2 separate regions of the Anas platyrhynchos genome follow, and region 2 is linked to region 1. The links are chromatin contacts, called in public Hi-C maps. All regions are on one chromosome and are shown on one strand. Each heading gives the region's core, a stretch centred on a gene start, on an enhancer-like site or on the middle of the called end of the contact. The rest is flanking DNA. Distances are from core to core; before and after follow the strand shown.

What was found. A called contact is a pair of places that touch in the nucleus more often than the background predicts.
Region 2: a Hi-C map of liver shows a contact between it and region 1, with 1.7 times the contacts expected there. The contact joins the enhancer-like site here to the promoter of SLC5A10 in region 1.

The regions. Positions count from the first base shown.
Region 1 is chr15:17,421,270-17,426,448 of IASCAAS_PekinDuck_T2T, reverse strand. It overlaps SLC5A10 (solute carrier family 5 member 10), which reads right to left and starts at 2,449. Exons shown (of 15, transcript XM_027469272.3): 1 at 2,291-2,449; 2 at 1,773-1,844; 3 at 1,175-1,279; 4 at 583-642; 5 at 373-477. The coding sequence starts at 2,401. It overlaps PRPSAP2 (phosphoribosyl pyrophosphate synthetase associated protein 2), which reads right to left. Exons shown (of 12, transcript XM_027469261.3): 12 at 4,758-5,179.
Region 2 is chr15:17,517,907-17,523,461 of IASCAAS_PekinDuck_T2T, reverse strand. It overlaps EPN2 (epsin 2), which reads right to left. Exons shown (of 8, transcript XM_027469258.3): 8 at 4,181-5,555. Among named protein-coding and RNA genes, the nearest start is that of B9D1, 8.3 kb to the left of the region's middle. Within about 2 kb of position 3,046, at least 1 of the 8 cell types and tissues checked has an H3K27ac peak or open chromatin away from gene starts, as enhancers often do.

The sequences.
Region 1 (5,179 bases), core at 1,200-3,699:
CCAGCCCCAGGGCTCTGTGCCCTGCTCTGTCCCGGTGCCACCAGCGCTTTGCCCTTTCCTTGGGAAAACTTCCCCTGCTTCCCAAGGGGATAGCAGAGGGAGGAGAGGAGCTGGGGCTGCACACCATGAATGAGGCCAAAATGGGGTGAAAATACTCCTGGGAGTATTTTCCTGAACATGCCATGTGAGTCAGGCACTTTCCACGCATGCTTGGGCCATCCAATAGGTGCACAACGGCTCCTTGCTGCCTGAAATCCCGCATTTTGGGGATCCTGAGAGCCAGCCACAGATCCTTCAGGGTCCCCCCTCCTGCAGCAGCTCCAAAACCCCAAACTTTTTGCTGGGTGGAAATTCATCGCGGGGGCGACTTACGGAGATTTTGGTGAAGATGGAGAGCAGGAGCGACAGGCCCGAGAGGTACACGCGGATCCTCTCGCCTCCAAACCTCCGCTGGAGGTACTCGGGCATCGTGACAATCTGCGGAGGGGAGGGAGCGCTGGGTGCCCTGTCCTGATGGGCGCAGGGCAGCGTCACCAGGGCGGATTTTGGGGAGGATGGCGGTGGCACCGCAGCCCCACGTACCCCAGCTGAGATGTAGATGGGAACGAAGACCCAGGCCAGCGCCAGCAGGGCGTACGTCGCCTGTCGGGAAGGAAGCAGCGGCACAGGCAGGAGGCACACACCTGAAACAGCCTCAGTGCCCCTCTGAGGCACCTTTCTGTCTCCAAATGGCCTCAAACAGCGGGTATATAAGGCCACAGCAGAGCCTGCAGCATCCCAAAAATGAGCACCCTGCTAGCTCCCCGAGCACTGGGCAACCCAAATGCCACGCTTTCGCTGCGGGACCCAAGGGCTTTGGAAGTGGCACATGGGACAGCAGGGAATTGGTGACCCATTTGGCCATTCCCCTCATCGGGGGGCAGGCAGGGGCAGGAGGGGGAGGCTCTGCCCTGAAACAGCCTTCCCCCTGTGCGCAAAAACTTGAGTTGACCCCAAATTCACTGTGCACGCACTGGGCATGATGTGGAGAAGCCAAATTAGCAGCGTTGTGCTCGTAGCCCCTGCGTGACTCCTTCCAGGCCACCAGTCTTGGCACGAAGCTGCTGTGACATCGGCCGTGCTGCTTTGTGGCTCGAGAAACTCACGTTTTTGGGTACCACAATGCGTTTCTTACGTTCCACTCGAAGCCGGTGACAGCGATCCCCCCGGCAGCACCGGTCCCGGCCAGCCCGATGAAGAGCCCCGAGCCCTCGCTGCTGGCGAACAGAGAGGCTCCGATCTGTGGGCGAGAGCAGGATTCCCCTGCAGCCACGGGGGACACGGGCACAGCAGGCAGGAAAATCCCTCAGCACGCCCACAAGGAGGTCCCCGCCACCAGCACTCCCTTGCGCCCAGCTCCCCTCGGCAGCCCCGGTTGGGTTTGGGGTGGAATCGCTGGGTTTTGGGAGGACGAGGAGCAGCCACGTGCACGGCGGTGGCACCGCGCCCTGCCCGGAGGTGGCCCTGTGCAAGCTGCCAGCCGGCGATGCAGGAAGACCTACAACCAGTTTGTCAAGGAGATGCTGAAATAAGGGCAGGAAACAAAGAAATGGGGGAGTTGAGGCAGCCACGGCTCCCTTGGAGCACGGAGCCCCGCAGGAGGAGGTGCACGGGCTGGGAACGTGGGGGCAGGCAGCGGAGCACAGGGTGGTGAAGGGGGAATTTGGTGGGAAGGGGAACGGTGCCGGACATCCCCGGTGCCCAGGACAAGACTCGGGGGGGGCTCTACTTACTGGCCACCACGCCATGTCCTGGCCAGCAAGGAAATAGCCACTGACGGTGTTCCTGTTCACCCTGCACGAAGACTGCGAGGAGAAGAGATGAGCACAGCCCTTCCCCTGCGCGCCCAGACACCGAGAACCCAAGAACCAAGTCTGCCAGACGAGAAGCCGAGAGACGGGAGACTGGATAATTAATGGGAGCTCGGCAGCTCAAGGCTAATTACAGCGAGTGGCAGCTGCACCCCAAACACCTGGAGCCACGAAGAGCAAAGGAGGCACCCCCCGAGAGGATGCGCCCGTCCTGCCTCCATCCCCAGACGGGGAGGTTTTGTGGGGCCAAGCCTTGGCCACGAGCAAACGCAGCACAATAGGGCAAAAGACACAACAAATGCAAACGACAACTGGAAAGTAACAAGAGGCTTGCAAAAAGATGCCAGGAAGAAAAGCCAGCCCTCAAAAATGGTTTGAAAAAGAACATTGGTGCTTCTAAACGGTTACAGGAGAAAGCGGAAAGCGAAGAATGCTCTTACCCATATCCCCACCGCGATGTTTAAGGAAAAATAAAGCACTACGACGACAAGGTCAGCAACGCTGAACTGCTGCGAGGGGGCGAAGGAGCCGGCGGTGGAATTGCCCTCCATCCCTCCTCTGCTGCCTCCCTCATCCCGGGCAAAGCCTCCCCCAGGGGATCACTGAATCAGTAACTCGTTAGCCGCTTGGGGGAATTTATCATTAATCCAGGCAGCACCGGGAGCTTCGCTTCCAACACTTCCAAAGATGTTTGAGGGCCATCGCTCGGTGTGGGAGCCTCAATTCTTTCCCTTTTTTTCCCCGTTTTTGCATAGATTTTAAGGAAACCGCAGGCTGCTCCTACAGTGGGCATTTATTGCACTTCTCTGGTGCGGTTTCTGAGGGCTTTCAGCAGCCCTTTTGCAGCAGTGCTTGGTGTCGAGACATTGCTGGACAAGAAATTATCACAGCTTCTTTCCCCTCTAGCCAATTATTGTCATGAAACCTGTAGGAATTTCAAGTCTTTGCAGCTGTTCCTCTTCTCATAGTTTAAGACTTGATCAAAAGTTCCAGCAGGCACACGGGGACTGCACAACCTGTGCCTCGTTAGTAAAGGAAGCTTTAGGATCAATTTTAGGACAAGTGTTATACATTTTAGATTATTTTTTTTTTGAGTTTAATAGAAATTGTTTGCAGCTTTACAAATTACCTTAGCGTAAACGTTTGTTAACATTGCCCTTTATAAGCTGTAAACCAAACCCCAATATTTTTCTTGCAGATGCTACCGATCTGGAAAGAATTTGCATTATCTCCCGACTAGTCAATTACTGTACAAAAAGCAGGTTTTTTTCACGTTCTCTTGAAGGATCCCAGTGAAACACCTCTAAGAATAGCTCACATTTCTGGTGATCCGGCATTTTTGCCTCTGAGAAAAGCACACAGAGATTGGGTAACCCTGCAGGACCACGCTGTACTGCAGGAGTCCATAAAAACACGAGTGAAGTCACACGTGCTTTGCTCCCTTCCAGCCACCCCGCTAGGAAAGCCAAAGGTCCAGCGATCCTGTCTTATGACCACGATAGTTTCAAAGTCTTTAATCCTAATCAATACAATTTTACTGCGCTGAATTAACCCAAGGTGGGGGGTTTATGTGCTAAATCGGTGATCGAGCACAGAGTTGTGGAGCCTCAGCAAGCCAGCCAAGGCTGACCAGCAGAAATGCTCGTGGGGATGAAGCCAGTCTCCAAAATTCAGCTTGAAACAATGAAATAATACTTTAAAGTTTCCCTGGGTTCAGTAATCGGACTGTTTTCTGCACTGGATGCTTGGCTCACTCGCCAACTCCCCAACTACATGTCACAAGGATTCATTCAGAAAGCACACACCAGGTAACATGCACGCCACTGAGATGGATCGAGGGATTTCTCCTCTCTGAAACCATCTCCAACGGCCCCACCTGTGGGTTTGCACCTTTGTGGGAAGGATTAAAGTCCTCCCTCACTGCTCTGCTGGAATTCAGCCTGCATTAACACTTTCAAAGTACATACAAGTGTTAATGTGTCAGCCTGGTGCATCTACTAACACCACGGAACTGTTCAGTAACCTACCGTAAGTAAAGTGTAACCAGGCACAGCCTTGCGTTTTGACATTTTGGAGAGATAGATCGTAAAAAATTAAACAATGCTGTGAGGAAAAATAACCTCACAGAATAAAGAATGAAAATAACGTTATCTGGACAGAGGCGAGCAGTTGCTTGAATAAAATTTTCATCTCACTTGCTGAATGTACCAAGAAAAGTCCATAGATCTTTGATTAACACACAGAGGATTTTCAGTCACAGCCCAGGTGCTGTGCCAGCAGACACCCACCCCCAAAAAACGCTCACTAACCCACCACAAGCCAGGATGTTCAGCCTCTGAGAAGCTCAGAGTAGGCCATTAAAACCAGCCTTCACATACCCCCTGCATGATACCCTCCCAATTCCATAATTGTCCCCCTCCAAAAAAAAAAAAACAACTCCCAAATTCTCCCAAGTCCCTGCTGTCCCCTGCCACCCAGCCACAGGTTTAGTTTCCTTGCACATAGCCTGAAGCGAAGCAGCACGCTGCAGGTGCACTGAACCTGACAAATTACAACAAATCTTATCGACACCTTCATGACAGTCCCCAGAAACCGGGTGGCTGCTGAAAGGTTGCGTGTATTTTGCATTTTACAAGAGTGCTCGGCAGAAAGACAGGTTGAAGTGCGATGATGAGCATTAGGGTATTAAGGAAAAGCAGCCTCTCCTTGTCTGCAGGTGTTACAGCACAGCAACAAGCAAAACAGATGTTATCTTCCTCGCTGCCGAGAAGCTCGAATCCTGTTTACACTCCTAAGTAGCACATTAGCATAAAAGAATCAATTCACCTCCTGATTTCTTTCAATACCACAGGATCTGCAAATCATTTGTAAGGGGGGACACTTTAGAAGACAAGTGACTACTGTATAAACATTTTTAGAAAGCTCACACAAAACAAATCTTTATTCTTTGTCGCAGAAAATAAATACAGGTGCATATTTCATATGCTTTTCTATAAAAGCACTCCTACAAAATCACTTAACTGCATACAACAGTACAACCTTTTTGGCTTTTAAAATGCAAATATTATACAGTCACTTCATTTTATTATCTTTTAAAGCACTTGTAAGCAAGCAGCTTTGGAAAAGGAATGCTTAATTTAGAAGCCAAATTCTTGCCTCAAGTGTTTTGTGTTTGTTGTTTTTTTTTTCTTCCCCCCACTATGTATATAGTGCAACTAACCTAAAAGCAACTAGAACAGTTTTTTGTAAAATGTTATCCCTTCCCTCCCCGTCCCTCCCCCAAAAAAAACTGCAAAGAAAAAATTGCTCTGAAAAACTGTTCTACCTTG
Region 2 (5,555 bases), core at 1,797-4,296, 96 kb before region 1:
TTACGATATTCTGGACAAGTGTCTCAGCTTTAAGACTTGGAACTCGGGCATGGCAGAGGGTTTGCAGCTGTTTCACACTGGACAGAATCTCTGCTCTCATGACAAAGGAATAAAGACAGACACGATGCTGTGCTGTGGTGAGTGACATTAAGAAAGAAAGGATTAACGATCTGTAAGCGCTCACTGCAGTTACTGTTAATATATGAAAGGTTAAAGAGCTCATACTTTAAGAACAGTGAAAACCCAGGGAAAAAAAAGTCTTACGGTAGTGGAATCCCAAAGTAACAGCAGCTGTTACCACCCTACTCATCTACTAGTTCATCATTCTCCTTTTTACTTCACAACTGGACTGAGTTCCCCACCTCTTGTACCACAGATGGTGGCACGAGGCTGTCAGCTGGCACGGCAGCTCCCGTTTGTTACGCTTAAGCCTCTCCCAGACAGTGAAATTGGCCGTGAACCTCCTAACTCCCCAGGAAAAACTCTTCATCTGGAACTCGCACCCTGCTGCTCTGCTGCCATAGGGTATGTCAGGAGACACATCACCACCACCGCAACGGGTGAGACCTGTTAGGGGTAAACGAAGCCTCTGAGATAGTTGAGGACATTGCAGCAGCCTTCCCTCCTCTGCCAGCGTGGTCTCAAGGAGCTTTGGCAGTGCCACCTCGCAGGACACACACAAAGGGGCTGATGCAGCCAGCTGCTGGTGTCAAGACAGACCTTGTGGGAGAGCCTTCCTGCCATGGGGGTGGGAGCCAACCTGGGAAGAAGCAGCAAAGGACGTGATCTGAACAGTGTCCTCTTCCTGTCAGGAAAATTGTTTGGAAACCCTTAGGAACTGGTATTTGCAGCCTTTGCTACCAAAACTGGAAACAGCAGCAACAGCTTCTGCCCTCTCGTGGCAGTTTCCAGCCCTTAGGAGGGTGTTGGTGACTGCTAATAACAATTAGCTAACAGGATTGTGTGAAGGACACCCAAATCCCTCCTGTTCCTCCATGGAGAATTGCTCAGCACAACGGTGCCAGCTGTCCTGCTGCTGCTCCTCACCCCGGGGCAAACACCTGCCAGTGCGAGGAACCACCTGAGCTGCCTTGCAGGGAGCGGGACTGAGCCAGAAATCTGGGCATCTGCGAGCATTCAAGAAGCTGCCTTTGTCCTCAGGCTGCTGAGGTTACTTTGCAACGGGAGTATTGCAGCAGCTAGAAATTATCTCCATCTGAGAATTAGAGTCTTTGCAGACAAATTCAAGCTGACAACTGCTCCCCGGCAGTTAAGGAGCAGGAGTCTCCTGTGAACCGCTCCAAAAAGGGAAGGAAAAAGAATGAAGAAAACCACAGAGGCACAAACCAGCCAGATCTGAAGAAAGTCAGAGCTTCAGCTCCGACTCTACTTGGTCTCATCACCAGCAGCTTCTCTGCCCATCACAAAGGATCCCAGCCCCTGTGGGAGCACCGTGAAGCCCTCCTGAGCACCCCCCAAGTCCAGACCCCACTGCAGCCCCTGCCACAGGCTCCCACCACTGGGCTGAGCGTGTCCTGGGAGCACAAATCCTGTTAGGAAGCATCCTTTGGCCACTGAAACCAGGCCTGAGACCCCAGGATGGGGGCTGTGGTGCAAGGGTACGGTGAGAGCAGGCGGCTTTCCTGGCTGGGTGCAAACAATTCGGTCTCCTGTCCTTCAGCAGGAAGATTAGCAGAAGCATCTAACTGTTCTAGGCTTCTATTTTTATACCTTTATTCAGGCCAAGATATTTAAGTACCCAAACTCACCTCCGAGAATATCACTACGGTTAGTGCCAGGCTTGCTGAACACATTTAAAAAAAAAAAAAAAGGTAAGAAAATCTACCTCCACCACCGCCCAGCACAACACCAACCTGACCAGACCGAGGGCTCCCAGGTCGAATGCTGTTACACCAACAAGAGCCCCCCTTGGTCTGATTTTCCCAGGTTCCAGGTTCCCACCCCGCTGTGACCCAAGGAACGTGTTGGATGATTACCTGCGGAGGAAAACACTTCAGGTGGTCAAGGCACAGCACGAGGGAATCCCCAGGTGTCTTGCTGGTACCATGGCTGGGGAACAATCCTGCACCAAGCCAGCATCCTGCGATCAACCCCCAGCTCCGTGCTGCTCCGGGGCACAAAGCCCTGCCTGATCCAGCCCTGGAGCACGCTGTGGTTTCCAACGGGTCACGAAGCTGCATCAGTGACTGTTAAATGCAACAGCCCAAGGAAACCTCTGCTGGGCTGGATGGAGCTCCGATGGCACCTGCAGTAGTTCCAGTGCTGCAGCATGCTGTGTCCTAACAGGGCTCCCCCAGCCACCCGAGCTATTGCTGCGCTCCCAACATTTACAATTTCCTATTTCAGCCCTTGCGAACCCCTCGGTTGCGTTACGCTGGGAGGCTGCCAATCCCCTATCGATCGCCACGCTGCTACCAATTAACCACCCTAATGGGGAATTGGCAGGGATGTTTAAGGCACCGAAGGGAACGGGGAGGGGGCATTTCCAATCATTGAAACCCAAAGTCTTCAACAATTAGAGGGTATAATCGATTGACAGCAAGACACTGAGAGGCAGGATCGCTACCGCACTGTACAACGCTGGCTCTTAGCTATTTATAATCCTGAGCTCCCAAACAAACTGCCGTCTTTCCAAAATCAATGTTCATTTTGTGTCCACTTCACAGTACGGAGGGGAGCTGATTACCTGCAAGGCAGATGACAGCTTTAAAAAAGAAAAAAAGAGGAAGTTTTTAGTATGGGGGTCTGTGTAAATCCAACTTGCTTCTCCGGAAAGCGGGCTGCAGGCAGTTGCAGAAATCTTGCCAAAGCCAGAGCACAAACTGGCTCAAAGCATTTCCCCCCAGCTCGATGAAAACGAGCGGAAGACCACAGCTTGCACCGCTCACAACCCAGGACAAACAAGAGGTAGCAGCAATGTTCGTACTCAGCAAAAATACTTGGCAACACTGGATGAGGGCAAGCCTCTAGATAATACTTTATCCAGATAGCTCTCTTCCTCCCCCAAAGCAGGCAAATACCATCTCGCTTCGCAGAAAGGAAGAGGAAACCCGGGGCAGGGAGAAAGGCGCTTGCCCAAGGTCAGAGGAAGGCGCAGGCACAGCAAGAATCTCTCCCAACAGCTTCAGGAGCCCCTCTGGCTTGCAATATTAAGTTCCTTTTTAAGGGTATTATACACTCATCACAAAAATTTCCACTTCAAGCTTTTCCTAAACCTTTCCTGTAACGAGCACCTTTATTCCAAAAAACCATGCAATTTCGAGAGGCCAGAGGAAAACAGAGTACAAGAGCAAAGCAGCACTGACCACGAGAAGAGAGAAGGGCCACAGGAGCAATAAAAACCACACCGGCAGAGAAGAGCCGTCCTGCAGAGGAGCAGAACGTGAGTCACAGAACATCCTTCTGTAAAAAGGAGAGGTACAAAAAACAAAAAGGTGTCAGGGCAGTCATGGGTGGCAACAGAGGTTTTTCTTTTTTCCTTTCATGCCCCGACACAGAAGCAAAATGAATTAAAGACCTGACCGGAGGCAAACTTGCTCCCCAGGGAACCTGGAGCGTTGCTGAAGCGGTGGGTTTGTGGAACGCCCACAGCAAGCTCTGTGCCACAAATCTGAAATCAAACCATTAAAGACAGAACTGATGCTTTTTTTTTTCCATGCCCGCCTTTCTGATCATCAGGTCTCTAACCCCACTGCAGTCGCAGCACTAGAAATGAAGTGTTTGATTACTGATCGGTCTGATTGGCAGCAAACCGCAGCTCCAGGAAACCTGGAGGGGCTCTGGAGAGGCAGCTCTTGACATAGCCTGATAATGAAGTACCTTCCATTTAAACCAGCCTGAATGAGAAGCCGAAATCACCTCCCAGCTGGAGGCAGGCTCGCTGCTACCCAACCTGCAGGGCCACTCGAGGGATGGGGCAGAGCCAAGGCTGCAGGAGCGGTACGGCAACGACTGCAACAACAGGAAGCACGGAGTCCAAAAGTCAGTTTTGTCAGTTCCCCCAACCTTTATTCCACGACTGCCTGGCTTTAAAAGTCAAATGCTCCCCAGATTCCGTCTTGACAGAGATACTGAAGCCTCTGCAGAGAAAGGTAGTTGATCATCCCTCCAAAAACGCTGTTTGAACGATAACGTGGTTTAAAGAAGCAATTCAGCCACCTGCAACACAAGTCTTCATTTTTATTGAGTTAGTAAGGTCTCAACTGATTCTGATTTAAGTGATCTATAAGAAACCCTTCTTTCTCATAGTAAGAGCAGGCCTGCCCCAGGAAAGTGATGAATTCATCGTAGAAATCACATTGACAACGTACAAGAAGCATTACTCTCAATAACCGTTAGATTTCTCCTAGAGCCTAGGACTTTTAGCACACACCTTAATAATCTCAACCAATCCATCAGCTTTCTTGAGAACTAAATCAAGCATGAGAGCAACAGTTTTGAACAGGATATAAACACTACGCAGAGTCTCGAAAAAGCAACACGTCTGGAATATAAGCAATACAATTTTAATTCTGACCAGTCACCTACAAACCCCTTGTCTTTCCACTGTTCTGATGGCATTATTAAATATCACATTTGTGACATCGCTCGGGAAAAATGACACAAAGATACAGACATTATGATACAATAGTACAAATGATAAATTATTTATACAGTAAATAATGTCAATAGTCAGCACAAATTCATAAAAAGCAGCCGGCTCCCAGTATTATGAAAACAGTTTGGTAAATATTTAAATTGTAACACTTGTAAAGGAAGCGAGTCTTGTGAGATTCTGCTGTGAAAAATAAACCATATATTTCTCCACAATTTGTGCAATATTAATACATACAGTACACATTAGAAACTGTAACAGCAAAAGGGAAGATGGATAACAATAGTTGTCTTAGCTACGGGACTTCAAAAAGACTGTAAACACCACAACCCACCACGGTTTTCCTTCCCTGTCCCCTCAATGTAGTTTAGTTTCTATATAGTATAAAACTGAATAAATAACTGAGCTTATTTTGGGTTTAAAATTATGCCAAGATATTTTTGTTTATTTTTATTTTTTACAAAATAATTAACACTTTCTCTTTGGTCAATTTGACCAGTAAGGCTATTTTGGGATACTAACATTTTTAAAAATCAAAAGCACTTTTTTAATATCCGCAAGTGAGAAAAAGAAGGGGAAGAGGGAAATGCATTTGGAGAGAGAGAGACGCCAGAGCAGACGCGATCGGATACGCGTACGTCCCCCATGCAAGAAGAGGTGGGAGGGCGGGGAGGGGGGGAGAATTATTCCGGATAGCAGTTAAATCGCCGTGAAATAGAGTTACCATTCTGGGCACAGCTGAAGCTTCACCTGGCTAGGGCAGAAGCCGCCTTGCAGCATCCCCGGCGGCGCACCCCGCGCCTGCCCGGCACCCGCGCGGTCCGGGCACGGCTCCAGCCCAGCGGATTTAGCACCGCAGCCGCTCATCCCCCTGCCCTATAACGCCCGGGTCGGGCTGGGAAGGTGGGCACAGCTGGAGTCCTCAGCCTAAGGCTTCGCA